Regions from separate parts of the Hordeum vulgare genome. Here region 1 is linked to region 2. Evidence: chromatin contacts called from public Hi-C data. All regions are on one chromosome and are shown on one strand. Each heading gives the region's core, a stretch centred on a gene start, on an enhancer-like site or on the middle of the called end of the contact. The rest is flanking DNA. Distances are from core to core; before and after follow the strand shown. Region 1 has its middle 400 kb from the start of LOC123448791. Region 2 holds the start of LOC123448790 (transcription factor MYB2-like).

What was found. Hi-C and Micro-C count contacts between places; a contact is called where the count stands out from the background.
Region 1: a Hi-C map of leaf shows a contact between it and region 2, with 2.7 times the contacts expected there. The contact joins the enhancer-like site here to the promoter of LOC123448790 in region 2. A contact is called at or near these places in 2 of 6 Hi-C or Micro-C datasets (leaf and seedling).

Annotation. Positions count from the first base shown.
Region 1 is chr4H:418,379,487-418,385,437 of MorexV3_pseudomolecules_assembly, forward strand. No RefSeq gene overlaps it. Among protein-coding and RNA genes, the nearest start is that of LOC123448791, 400 kb to the left of the region's middle. Within about 2 kb of position 2,330, at least 1 of the 3 cell types and tissues checked has open chromatin away from gene starts, as enhancers often do. A contact at or near this core is called in leaf, where this site is marked.
Region 2 is chr4H:417,663,501-417,669,784 of MorexV3_pseudomolecules_assembly, forward strand. It overlaps LOC123448790 (transcription factor MYB2-like), which reads left to right and starts at 3,165. Exons shown (of 2, transcript XM_045125798.1): 1 at 3,165-3,572; 2 at 4,119-5,439. The coding sequence starts at 3,416. The coding sequence ends at 4,903.

The DNA.
Region 1 (5,951 bases), core at 1,080-3,579, 720 kb after region 2:
AAACACTCAATGGTGGTGGACTCGGCCATGCATCCACAATCTTCCAGAATATCACCGGGAGCTCCGTATGCAAGCATCCTCATAGCGGTCGTGCACTTCTGGTGTGAGGTGAATCCAAGTGTGCTGGTGCAATCCTTTTTGCACTTGAAGTAGCTGTCGAACTCCGTGATGGAATTCACAATCTCAAGGAAGAGCTTCCAGCTCATCCGATAACGGCGGTGAAATTCGTTGTCGCCGTGCAGAGGAGCATCGGCGAAGTAGCCAGTGTAGAGAAAGCAATAGCCTTCCAGTTAATGCCTCTGCTTTGCCTTCAGCCGGCCCGATGTCGAGCCACCTCGCCGCGGCTTTGCATTGCACGCGAACAGGTCGGCCAGAGCGGTGATGACCATGAGGTGCTCTTCATCCTGGGCGTTGGCATCGGCTTCCTCCTCCATTAGCACTACGAACGCCTCCTCGTCGTCGGAGTCCATCACCGCCAAGGCAAATCGCCGAACACCTGGCGGGTGTGGCAGACGCGCACCACGTGTGTGGCCGGAGCGCCGGAAAAACTTGCCAAGAAGTAGGGGCGAAGCCACGGCAAACCCTTCCTTTGTCGATGGGGAGATGGACTTTGTAGCGGCGGTAGGTAGGCGGGCGACGCTGGGGTCGACACGGCGGCGAAAGGTGTAGTGCGCAAGGGGCGGATCTGGAGGTGGAAACCTGGTTTTTCGCCTAATAGTGGCGGCCCATGTGTCGTTTTCCCTTCCGCCGGAGCCCCCAAGCGCCCCCATCGCGCTAGGTTCGACCTGGGATCGTCGGGCCTAAAAACGGGTCTAACCGGCGAAAATCGGCGTCCTAGGGCGCACCTGTGCCGATTTTTCAACGCCGGCGGTAAGAAACGCGCCCTCGGGGCCTGTTGGGGATGCAGCTCGAGATGCTATAACGCATGTCAAGAAATTTCACTCTGGATTTAAAAAAAAGGGACAATGAACATGTCTAGTCGGCGAGGAAATGGATGGGCCATCCATTTCCTTCTTTCTAGCGGCTGTCATATTGTCATCTGGACACATTTTTCCTCTTTCATCTATGGTTGTTTGTTCTAACTATTTGTCATATTTATTTTGTATTCTTTACTTCTTAAAGAAATGAAAATAGTGTTGCTGTCTTTCCTTAAAAAGAAAGATGGCACAGTTTAGGTCATCCATTTGAGAAGAGAAGACAGTGTTTTCTTCATACTGCTAGAGGTCATGCCACTATTGTTGACCGGCGTGTAACTTCTCTCATCTAATACTAGCTTTCAGACTGTGTTTTCTGTTCGGGAGTATGTATTGGGTAGTTCAGTTGGGACCTCCTATCTGACGCACTCTGCGTCAAGTTGACGCGGTTTCACACAAGCACGTCTTCGACTCGGCCAGTCCATGAAAATAGAGAATGACACACAACATGCACTGTAAAATCAAAAAACTTGCGGCCTAGGGGATTCGAACAGATGATCAACCGTAATACACTATGCATTACAACCACCTAAGCTAGCAGGCATATCTGTTTTCATAGGAGCATCAAACATGCAGACAAAAACATTTTTTGTTTCCAAAAACGGACTGCTGTGTGAACATTTTTATTTCCAATTCCGGAACATTTTTTCAAATTCCAGAATATTTTTCAAATTCGGGAACATTTTTTCAAATTCGGAACATTTCTTAAAAAAATACGAAACATATTTATAAAAATTCCAAAACATTTTTTCAAATTCCAAAACATGTTTCCAAATTCCAAAACATTTTTGCAAAAATATGGAACAATTTTTAAAATTCTGGAACATGTTTTCAAATTCCGAAACATTTTACAAATTCCGAAACATTTATCAAATTCCGGGAAAAAAATCCGGAACATTTTTTCAATTTCTGGAACATTTTTCAAATACTGGAATTGTTTTTCAAATTTCGGAATATTTTTTAAAATTCTAAAACATTTTTTGAAAACCCATTACATTTTTGAAACAGAAATAGAAAAAAGGAAACAAAAAAGAATAAAGAAGAACGAAAATGGAAAAAAAGAAATAGCGGTTCAGAGAATCTTCTATAAAGTTCCCAAAACCGGAAAAAACTGGCTGGGAAAGTCTAGAATGTCCCAAAAGCAATAAAAACCAGCGGGAAATCTTCGGAAGGTTCCTAAAATCGGAATCGCTGCAACAGGTGAACTAGCCGGCCTAACTTAACGCTTGATCGGCAGCCTCTGCGAAAGGTCGACAATTTAACACAGTATGCGTTAAATAGGATATTCCAGTCCAGTCTGTTGTTCCAATGAAAAGAAATCGTAGTTGGATTATCGTTGTTCCTGCATCTTGGTCATTCGTTCAGAAATGTGGCCCATCAAAGGCGAAAATGACAGCCCAGTTACACTTTTTTATAGGGGTGCTAGTTAGTCATCAATAGGACAAAGAGCAGGGATCGCCATTCCTCTTCAGCGTGTAGGTCGATGTTTATCGATCGAACAGTCGCATCAGCGATCGCCATGCATGGATATGTGCCAACCCAAGCAGGGATGTTCGGGCCACTCCCTATTCGGGTTTTCGGAAAATTCTAGAACCACTCTAGACCATTTTTTTTTTTTCACTATTTTCTTATTTCAGAAAATCATAAAAAATAAAAATGCACCAGATTTTCAAATTCGTGAATATTTTTTGATGTATCAAAATATATTTTTCAAGTTCATTAATATGCTTTGAAATCCCAGATCATTTTTCAAATCATGGAACAATTTTTCTATTCACAACATTTTCCAAATTAGTGATCATTTCTTAAAATTTGAAAATATTTGTAAATACATGAACAATTTTTCGAAATTTATAACATTTTTAAATTTATGAATATTTTCGAAATTGAATACCTTTTTGTAAAAAGTGAAAAAATTGGGAATTCGGGAACATTTTTTAATTTGGTGATAATTCCCGAAATCCAAGATCATTTTTTAAATTCATGATAATATTTTTGAATTTGGAACAATCAGTTCAAAATTGTAAAAATAACTCATAAATGAGAACACAATTTTTCTAAATATTTTTTTGAAAAAATTGGACATTTTTCTGAAAATGAGAACATATTCCTAAATATACAAAAAATTCTGAAAAATATAAACATTTTTTTCAAACATTTTTTTATTATTCGGACATTTCTTTAAAACTGCGAACATTCTTCTGAAAGCACTCATATTTGTTTAATTTTCGAACATTTTCCTAAAAAATTGGGCATCTTATGAAATTTACCACATTTTCTGAAAACCTGAACATCTTTTCAAATCTGGGAACATTTTATGAAAATGCGATTTAAAGAAAAATTACGACCATATTTAGAACAAATATATTTTTAAAATTGTGAAGATTGTTTATAACACAGACATTTAAAAAAATAGCATTTGTTTTTTTTAAAGAAAACATATTTTGAAAAGCCAAACATATTTTAAATTTTGCAAAACAAAATTGTGATTTTTCTGTTTGCGAATTTTGTAAAAAGGAAAAAAATTAATGGACAGAAAAGAAATAAGAAACAGAAAAACTAAAAATTAAAAGAAACAGAAAAGAAGAAAACGAAAAAGAAAAATATGAAAGAAAACTAACAATAAAAAACTACAGGACAAAACCCGGTTTAAGAAACCTTTCAGAAGAATTCCAGAACCGGTAGAAAACCAATCACAATACCTACTCTGGCCGCGAAAAAAGGGTTCTCGCTCAGCCGAGGGCTTCGCCTTGCTCGCCTCTGCAACTCTGCCAATTTAAGGCAAAATGCGTCGAATAAAAAAATCCACGGGCATCCTCGCATCACACGCGCAAACGTTAAAAATGATTAGTCAGACCACCCTTGGAATGGTTGTAATTAAATACACGGATGTTTACTTTACACTTGTATCTTACCGGCTGCTAAACAAAATCTGTCCGGAATCAAAACGATGAGCTGAGGTCTGTAATTTTTACAGATGTATTTACAGGAAACACGATAATTCAATCAGGCCCTCAAGGAGCTATTTTATAGGAGGCTGCTAAGCGTCATCCGGATGCATCCAGCGAAAAAGCATCCGTTCAGTAAGACCCTGTTTGGAACCATAATAGATTATAATAATCTGGATTATGAAGATAGATTATATAATCTGGTTTATAAAAATAATCTAGTTGAACATGTTTGGAAGTCAGATTATATAAACTGTAATCCAGATTTTACATTGCATAATGCCCTTTTTGCACTTTGTTTTTTTAAAAGAGAAGGGTGGCGGTGATAGGAATGTAATTGTCTCCAACTTTACAAGGGTAATGGGTCATTAGCAATCCATAATCTGATTTTAGCTGGTATAGAGTAGATTATGAGTTTTTAATAATCTATCCATCTAGTTTTTATAATCTACACCATAAGATGTCCTGTTTGGAGACAGAATAGATTATAAAAACTGGATTATATAATCTGGATGGTTCCAAACAGGGCCTAAGCCGATAGATGTACATAAGACTATCTTCAACAACAGCATAAAAATATTGTGTCTAATAAAAAATTTAGCGCGTCACTGTAGCATTTTTAAAACGCGGGGACCGGAGTATCTTCAACACACGCGCGCTAGTGGGACGTTCAATCCAACCCAATCCAACGACCCCACCGGTAGCAGCATAGAATTTGCTGCGCGCGCAAGCCGGCGCATCAAATATGATGCATGCGATAGCGCTTTTCAGCGCGCCCCCAAAAGTTTTTAGCACACGCACTGTTTTACAGCGTTTGTTAAAGTTGTCCGACGTCAAAAATGAATTTTTTAACGCGCGGAGCATTTTTAGGCGCGTGTTAGATGCTCTAAGCACAACCATCCATTCGTTTTTCATGCTCATGACTCAGTCGTCTTCCGCTAGTTAGAGCATCTCCAACAAGCGCGCTATACAAGCGTCGCGCCGCAAAAAAAGCAGTTTTAGCGTGCGCGCAACGCGGTGGGCAGCTCCAGCGGGCGCGCAAAAACGGCGCGCGCGCCATTTCCAGTTCAACGCGATGGCCGAAACACAATCCCGCGCCCCTTATTTGCTGCGCCGGCTCCCGCGCGTGCGACTCTCCCGCGCTCGCTCCTGCTCTCTCCCGCGCTCCTGCTCTCTCCCGCGCTCGCTCCTCCCTCATCCGGTCGTGCCGCCGCCGCCGCTCGCGCCCCCGCGACCGTTCAGCGCTTCCCAGGCCTATCCCCGCGCCGCCGTCGCCGCCCGCGCCCGCCGGCGACCACTCAGGCGCTTCCCCGGTCTGTCTCCGCTGCGGGCTCCCCCCGCACTCCCCGGCGACCGTTCAAGCACTTCCGGGCCTCCCCGCGCCGCCGCGCTTCCGCCCAACCCCCTCCTAGTCCGGTCGGCCCTCGCGCGCCTCCGACGTCCGAGGAACAGCGCCCGAGAGCTCGCTGCCGCGCCGCGCCCGCAAGGTGTTCGACAAAACGCCTACAAGGTATGTATTGCTCCAAACTTATGATTTGGTGCATGTTTTGAATGGTAGTTTTTATAGTATAGTATTGAACATTGTAGATGAGTTCGTCGTATGATTCTTCCGAAGAAGAATTCGATATGGAAGAGGAGGAGGATCTTGCAATGATCATAGCTATGCATATCAATAAAAAACCGAAGCACGTTGGTTTGGTTATGGGTCGGGAGAAAATTTGGAGAGATAGGATTGATGCCCATAACAGATTGATGAAGAACTATTTCGTGGAGAATCCCACATACCCGGAGTCGTATTTTCATCGCCGGTTTAGGATGAGCACAGACTTGTTGAAGCGCATTGCAGAGAAACTAGCGAGCCATGACCGGTTTTTCCAGCAAAGGAGGAATGCCGCCGGAGAGCTTGGGCATAACACCTTTCTGAAGGTGACAGCCGCATTGCGTATGTTGGCATACGGTATCCCGGCTGATCTAGTTGATGATCACTTGGCTATGGGTGAGAGCCAAGCCATCATGTGTGTCAAGCGCT
Region 2 (6,284 bases), core at 1,915-4,414:
CGGGCGATGCTTCTATGGTTTGGGCGGTCGTACGTGCTGTAGTTTGTAGACTATTATGCTCTACACGCTTGAAATACAGCAACACAAGTGTACATCAGTACGTATAGGTGGCTGCACGTGTAAACTCACACTGTGGAGGTCTGTTGGATTGTTGTGCCGCCGCGCCTCAAGCTTGGAACTACAACGAGCCCTGCGACCATGTGTTTATTGAGCATCGTGTGCGGATCTTTCTCGAGCGATCGGACCGGGAGTTTGGGTTCTTGTGGGTGATGATTCCGCGCGGAGGACTTCGGTACTCAAATCGAGGAACTCAGCAAAGCGTCGGTGATTCTGACATGTACATGTACCGAACGTTTTCGCCTAGGAATAGGATGACCCAAAAGATCCCAACAACGAGCCCCTGAACTCGCTCGGTTTTGTGTAAAGTCAACTTCCGGTATCATCTTCGTCGACCGACTGATAGGTACAGTAAAATCCATTGACCACAGGTAATCTCGTATAGGTTTTTGATATTCATGTCCCACGCAACAACAAAATATGACTTTTTTTTTTGCGGGAAACAAAAGATGACTACAATACTAAGTATTACTAGTAATTAGAACATGGAAAAAGTCATGGATGAACCCGAATACATATGAATTCATTTTGAAAAAAAACACATTTCTAAATGCTAAAAAAATCTGAAAAAGGTTGCACATGTATGTCTATGTTTTATGTGCATGCATAAAAATTCACCGAACAATAACTTTTTTTGTGACCTGTGCAGAAAACATAAAAAATAAAATGTCATAAAATGCTATTTAGAAACACTATTTTTTTTAAAGACAAAAAAACATTTTTTCACTAAATTTTATGCCGCACACATACATTTGTAAACATGTACTCCCTCCGTCCCAAAATAAGTGTCTTAAGCTTAGTACAAATTTATACTAGAGCTAGTATAAAGTTGAGACAGTTATTTTGGGACAGAGGGAGTATGTGCCGCACATATACCATGTTCAAAAATGGGTGCATATGTCCATGGGTGCAGGGAGTGCCCTCTCATAGAACATGGTACTACATCTCTATGTCAATTACACAACATACACAACCATTCCTAGACAGAACGTCCTCGCTCCTCTCAAGCTCAAATGAGCTCGGAACAAACAACAACAAAAAAACAATCTGAATGTTTCTTTTGACAAACTTTGGCAGATGTTTTTTATACGTGAAAATTTTCATCATGAAATGACATCCGTAAAAGTCATGATCAAAAATAAATAATTCAAAATAAGCAAACTAAAATGCTATCAAAATTAGCATTTTTGGAGCATGTTTTTTGCCACGACTTCCACAAATTTTCGTTCACGATAATTTTTGCAAGCAATCTAAGCATTTGTGAAAGTTTACCTCAATTTTTTTCTTTGGAATTTTAGTTCTTTTTACTATATTTGGCCAAAGCACAATCAAATAACAAATGGTCAATGCTTTATTTTACCTTACACATGTTTTTGAACAATCAACTGGAGGGGATCCCCACCTGAATATATTATTCAAAGGGATGTGAAACCAAGCGTAGTTACATCAATGGGTACACTAGAGGAAAAGTATAGGTGACATAACATGGCGGTCTTCCTTCTAATTAGGCCCTTAAACCGAAAAATCCAGAGAGTGAAGTCGAAGATGATGTTCTTTACAATGTCGTTCACCGAGTGGATCAGATGCCGGAATACCCAAGCGTTACGTGAGTCCCATATTTTCCACATCACGACAAGGCACCACGGAAATTACACCCATCCTCTTCTCATCGGGATATCTTTGTTCAGGATGCTATCCTTTTGCATTAACCAAAGAAAAACCTTAATTTTGTTAGGAATTTGAGTTTTTGAATTAATCTCTAGCCAACCAGCCTTTTGCTTTCAACCAAGGATACAATTCTTTCACAACTAAGCTGTTTCTACCATTTAAGGGGCAGTCCCCTCAATCCAAATAATCTATCAAGTCTTTCTCATCGACCATTCTTCTTAAGTCCTTCCATTGTTTAGCGGTCTCATCATACAATGTTCTTCTAAACTCCAGAACATCTAAGCCATTGCTCATAACAAAGTGTACAGTATCCAGCTTAGTGAAAGTTAAATTGTAGACTAGTTTTTCGTAATTATAATTATTTAGGTACAGAGAAAGTACAATATAGGAAAGACTTCAATCAGAAATTTATCTCCTAGCCACTTGTCTTCTGAGATAAGTGTCTCAGCCCCCAATTTTAACACACATGCACATATATGGTTTGGTTTAGTAGAGGGTTATCAAAGTCCCAAAAAAATATATGATGTACTCCCTCCATCTATTAATACAAGGCCATTTCATGTTTTTATGTCTAGCTTTGACCATTAATTTTACTAACAAAATGTGAGTCATATGTCATAAAAAGTATGCCATTAGATGCACATTTGAAAGAACTTTTCAATAATCTATTTTTTATGAACTATATCCATATTTTGTTGGCCAAAATTACAAGTCAAAGCTTGACAGAAAAACGAAATGGCCTTGTATATAAACATGAAGGCAGTACTATTCGTGAGGTCCATGTTGGAGTCAAAATTCTTCATGTTTTCCGGAATTTGGGATTATTATGTACAAATTTGAGAGAGTTCGTGCGGGCTTGTTCCTTTGTTCCACAATTGATACAGAGACAGTTTAATTAGGTCCCAAACCTTCAATATTTACCCTCTTGTCGGAGAACAGAGAAAACAAAGGCGAAATTTCTGCGGTGGAATCGGCAGTAGTATTCCCTTTCTAGTTTTACACACAGGAAGCAGAGCTGTCCACTCGTGTCTCTGAAAAACGAGATCACCCTGGCTGTCACCCAAAAGCGAAGGGAAGAGAAGGGAAGAGGTCCACAGCGGGAGCGCGTGGCCATCGTGGGGAGGAACTCTGCGGCAGCGAGTGCGAGTGAGATACTACTCGTAGCAAGCACAAATGTAGGCGAGTCAATTAGTCAAACTCCCAGGACTTCAAATCCGTGTACGCGAGCCGATTGAGATTAGCTGCGTGGGCAATTAGCCCGGTAAATATCCCACCACGCCCTCATCCCTAATAAAGCACGACTGTATCCTAAACTTTTGGCTTTGAAGCATAGAATAAGGCAGGCCTAAACTAACCTCCGTATTTGCGGCGTGCTCCCCCACATGCTTCTTCCCAAGCTCCCCCACCTCCTGCTTCCTTCCTTCCTTGGCCGTCTATATAAAGCCTGCCCATTCCTCTCCCGCCCAATCCATCACACGCACCGCATACTCTTCTCTTCTCTTGTCTTCTCTTCTCCGCACAGCAGCACTCCGCCTCCATCTCAATTCTCAAGCAAACCAAACCAAACCAAAATCTTCTTGGCGTCGCTAGCTTCATCTGCAGGAGGCGGGGAGGCGGACGATTAGAACTCATGGATATGGCGCACGAGAGGGACTCGAGCAGCGAGGAGGAGGTGATGGCCGGCGACCTCCGCCGCGGGCCGTGGACGGTGGAGGAGGACATCCTGCTCGTCAACTACATCGCCGCGCACGGCGAGGGCCGCTGGAACTCGCTCGCCCGATCAGCAGGTACTAGGATAAATCGATTGCATAGCAGCACAATAATCCACGCATGCATGCTGCTGCTCTTTCAAGTTTCAAGTGCTTTGATTGGTTGCCTGCATCATTTTGTTTCCGCGCGCGAGACGTGCGAGCTCGGAGAATTAGATATTATTACTACGTACTACGAGCAGTAGTATTCAGGACGGAGGGGGAAGCAACAAACCTGTCGCTTTGCATCACCATGCTAATATATGGAAACAGATAGCTACGAACCTACTGCCTGATTTGTCTAGCAGCCACCCAGCTAGCATGAAGCTATAGTGAATGAGAGTGAGAGAGAGAGAGGGAGGAATTTTTAGTGGTTCGCATTATTCCCAGCTAGCCATGGGGATATTTACTAATTAATCTCTCCTCCATTACATCATCCGTCTTGTCACATACATGCTCGCATCGCATCGCATCGCATCCGCAGCAAGTTGGCGAATTTATTAGTAGCACAGCACTGATGACTGATGTGATGTTCCGATCCATTGGTTCCATGTGATTAATCTTGCCTTCCTTTCCTCCTGCCAGGTCTGAAGCGCACCGGCAAGAGCTGCCGGCTGAGGTGGCTCAACTACCTCCGCCCCGACCTCCGGCGCGGCAGCATCACTCCGCAGGAGCAGCTGCTCATCCTCGAGCTGCACTCGCGGTGGGGCAACCGCTGGTCCAAGATCGCGCAGCACCTCCCGGGCCGCACCGACAACGAGATCAAGAACTACTGGCGCACGCGCGTGCAGAAGCACGCCAAGCAGCTCAAGTGCGACGTCAACAGCCAGCAGTTCAAGGACGTGATGCGCTACCTCTGGATGCCCCGCCTCGTCGAGCGCATCCAGGCCGCCTCCGACGCCGCCGCCGCTCACACGCCCTTGTCGTGGCAGCAGCACCACGACGCTCTCTACGACTCACCGGAACTCCCTGTCGACGCGTGCTGGCCAGCGGAGTTGGCCGCTCCCATCACCTCCTCGGTCGCGGAGCTGTCCAGCACTACTACCGGCACCGCCGGCTCTTCCTCGCCGTCCACCACGGACTCTGGCGCCGGCGCCCAGCCCGGCTGGCCTGCAGCGGCTGACGGTGCCGAGTGGTTCACCACCGCCTGCGACGCCTCCAGCGCCGCCGCCGCCGCCGCCGCCATGTGCGACACGGACCAGCTGATCCAGCAGCAGCAGTCCCAGCTGGCTGGAGCGTGGACGTCCGAGCCACTGCCGAGCCTGGGGTTCCCCGAGCTGGGCGTCGCCGACTTGGACATGGGCAGCTTCGACGTCGACAGCATCTGGAGCATGGACGACTTGTGGTACACGCAGCCGCAGTTCGTGTGAAAAGTCAATACGGTGGCATGGAAATCCACAGCTGCATGCGACGGTGCCGCGCGGGGCCTGGCTCCGGGAACGCATGTCAGCAGATCCAGCGGACAGAAACGGATTAGAAGAAGGACCTGGGACGGAGGCAGGATTAAAACAAGACTAATTTACCCTGCACGTGATCGTGATCGTGATCGTCAAGGGAAGATGCCTGTTCCTCCCGGCCCCTTCTGCTCCAGTTCTGGGCCGTCTTCTCTCCTGTGTTAATTTAATTATTATTACTACAAGGGTAAAGAGATAAAAAAGAAATGTAGCAGAAGCAGATGATCTAGTGTTAGCTGTGCCGCCGTTAATCATGCCATGTTCCGTTTAATTTTACTCATTCTTTTCGAGTAATTATTACTATATCCCTGGTAGTATGTACTATACTCCATAGTACTAGTACAGTATAAAAGGAGGAAGCATATGAAGTGAACTGTTGATAGGAATTGTAGTACTACTATTTTCTAGAAGTGGTAATAAAAGCAATGCTCCGACGTCAAGTCATGGTTAAATTCGTACGTACGAGTACTACAGTAGGAGCATACCATTCCGCCCATTTCTCGCCGCTAATTGTGATCCTCGCGCACTTGAATTCCAAGTGACGAGAAATTTTTCTTTGCCGTCGCAGTAGTTTGCCATCATTAGGATGACGGCGACCGCGCTGGGTCGATAGATTTGTTTATGCCGACATGGATGGTTTATACCAGAAAAATTCAGTACGAGCGGTGCTGTTACATCAGCGCCAACAGTTCCCAGATGTGATCTGCATCCCCGATGCATTACACTTGTTGTCCTCGTATCAACTCTTCCCTCGTGTTCACACTTCACACTCGGCATAATTTATTTATTTTATAAACAAGGCAAAAGACGGCATAATTCTCATCACAGAGAGCGTAGCAGCAAGCCGAAGCTCATCTGATGAATCATGAATCCAAGTGCATGCCCAGCAGATATGCTTTAAAATTCCAGCACTAAACGCGCATGATCAGATGACGAGTTACTCCAGTTACAGTCACTAACACACACTTGCATGATGCGGCTGCGCGGCGGGGCCTGCCGTCGTACGGGTATTCGAGAGGGGAGCCACGATGGTTTCCGTATTTTCACACTGCATTTCCGTTCTTTTCTGAAAAGCAAAAAAACGAGATTGTGAAAAGGCATCGCCTGGGAAAAGGTATTCGCGCGCGATTGTCGTGGCTGGGCCGACCTAGCTGAGCGCACCACTCGCGAGCGAACGTCGGTTTCCATCCACGATTTTTTTCTGTCAGCTGCGACGTCGGTATTTTTTTCTGTGTCCTAGTCCTGCGGGGGAGCACCGTTTGATTTGTTGAATTGGTAAAAGGCGGAGAAACTCCGT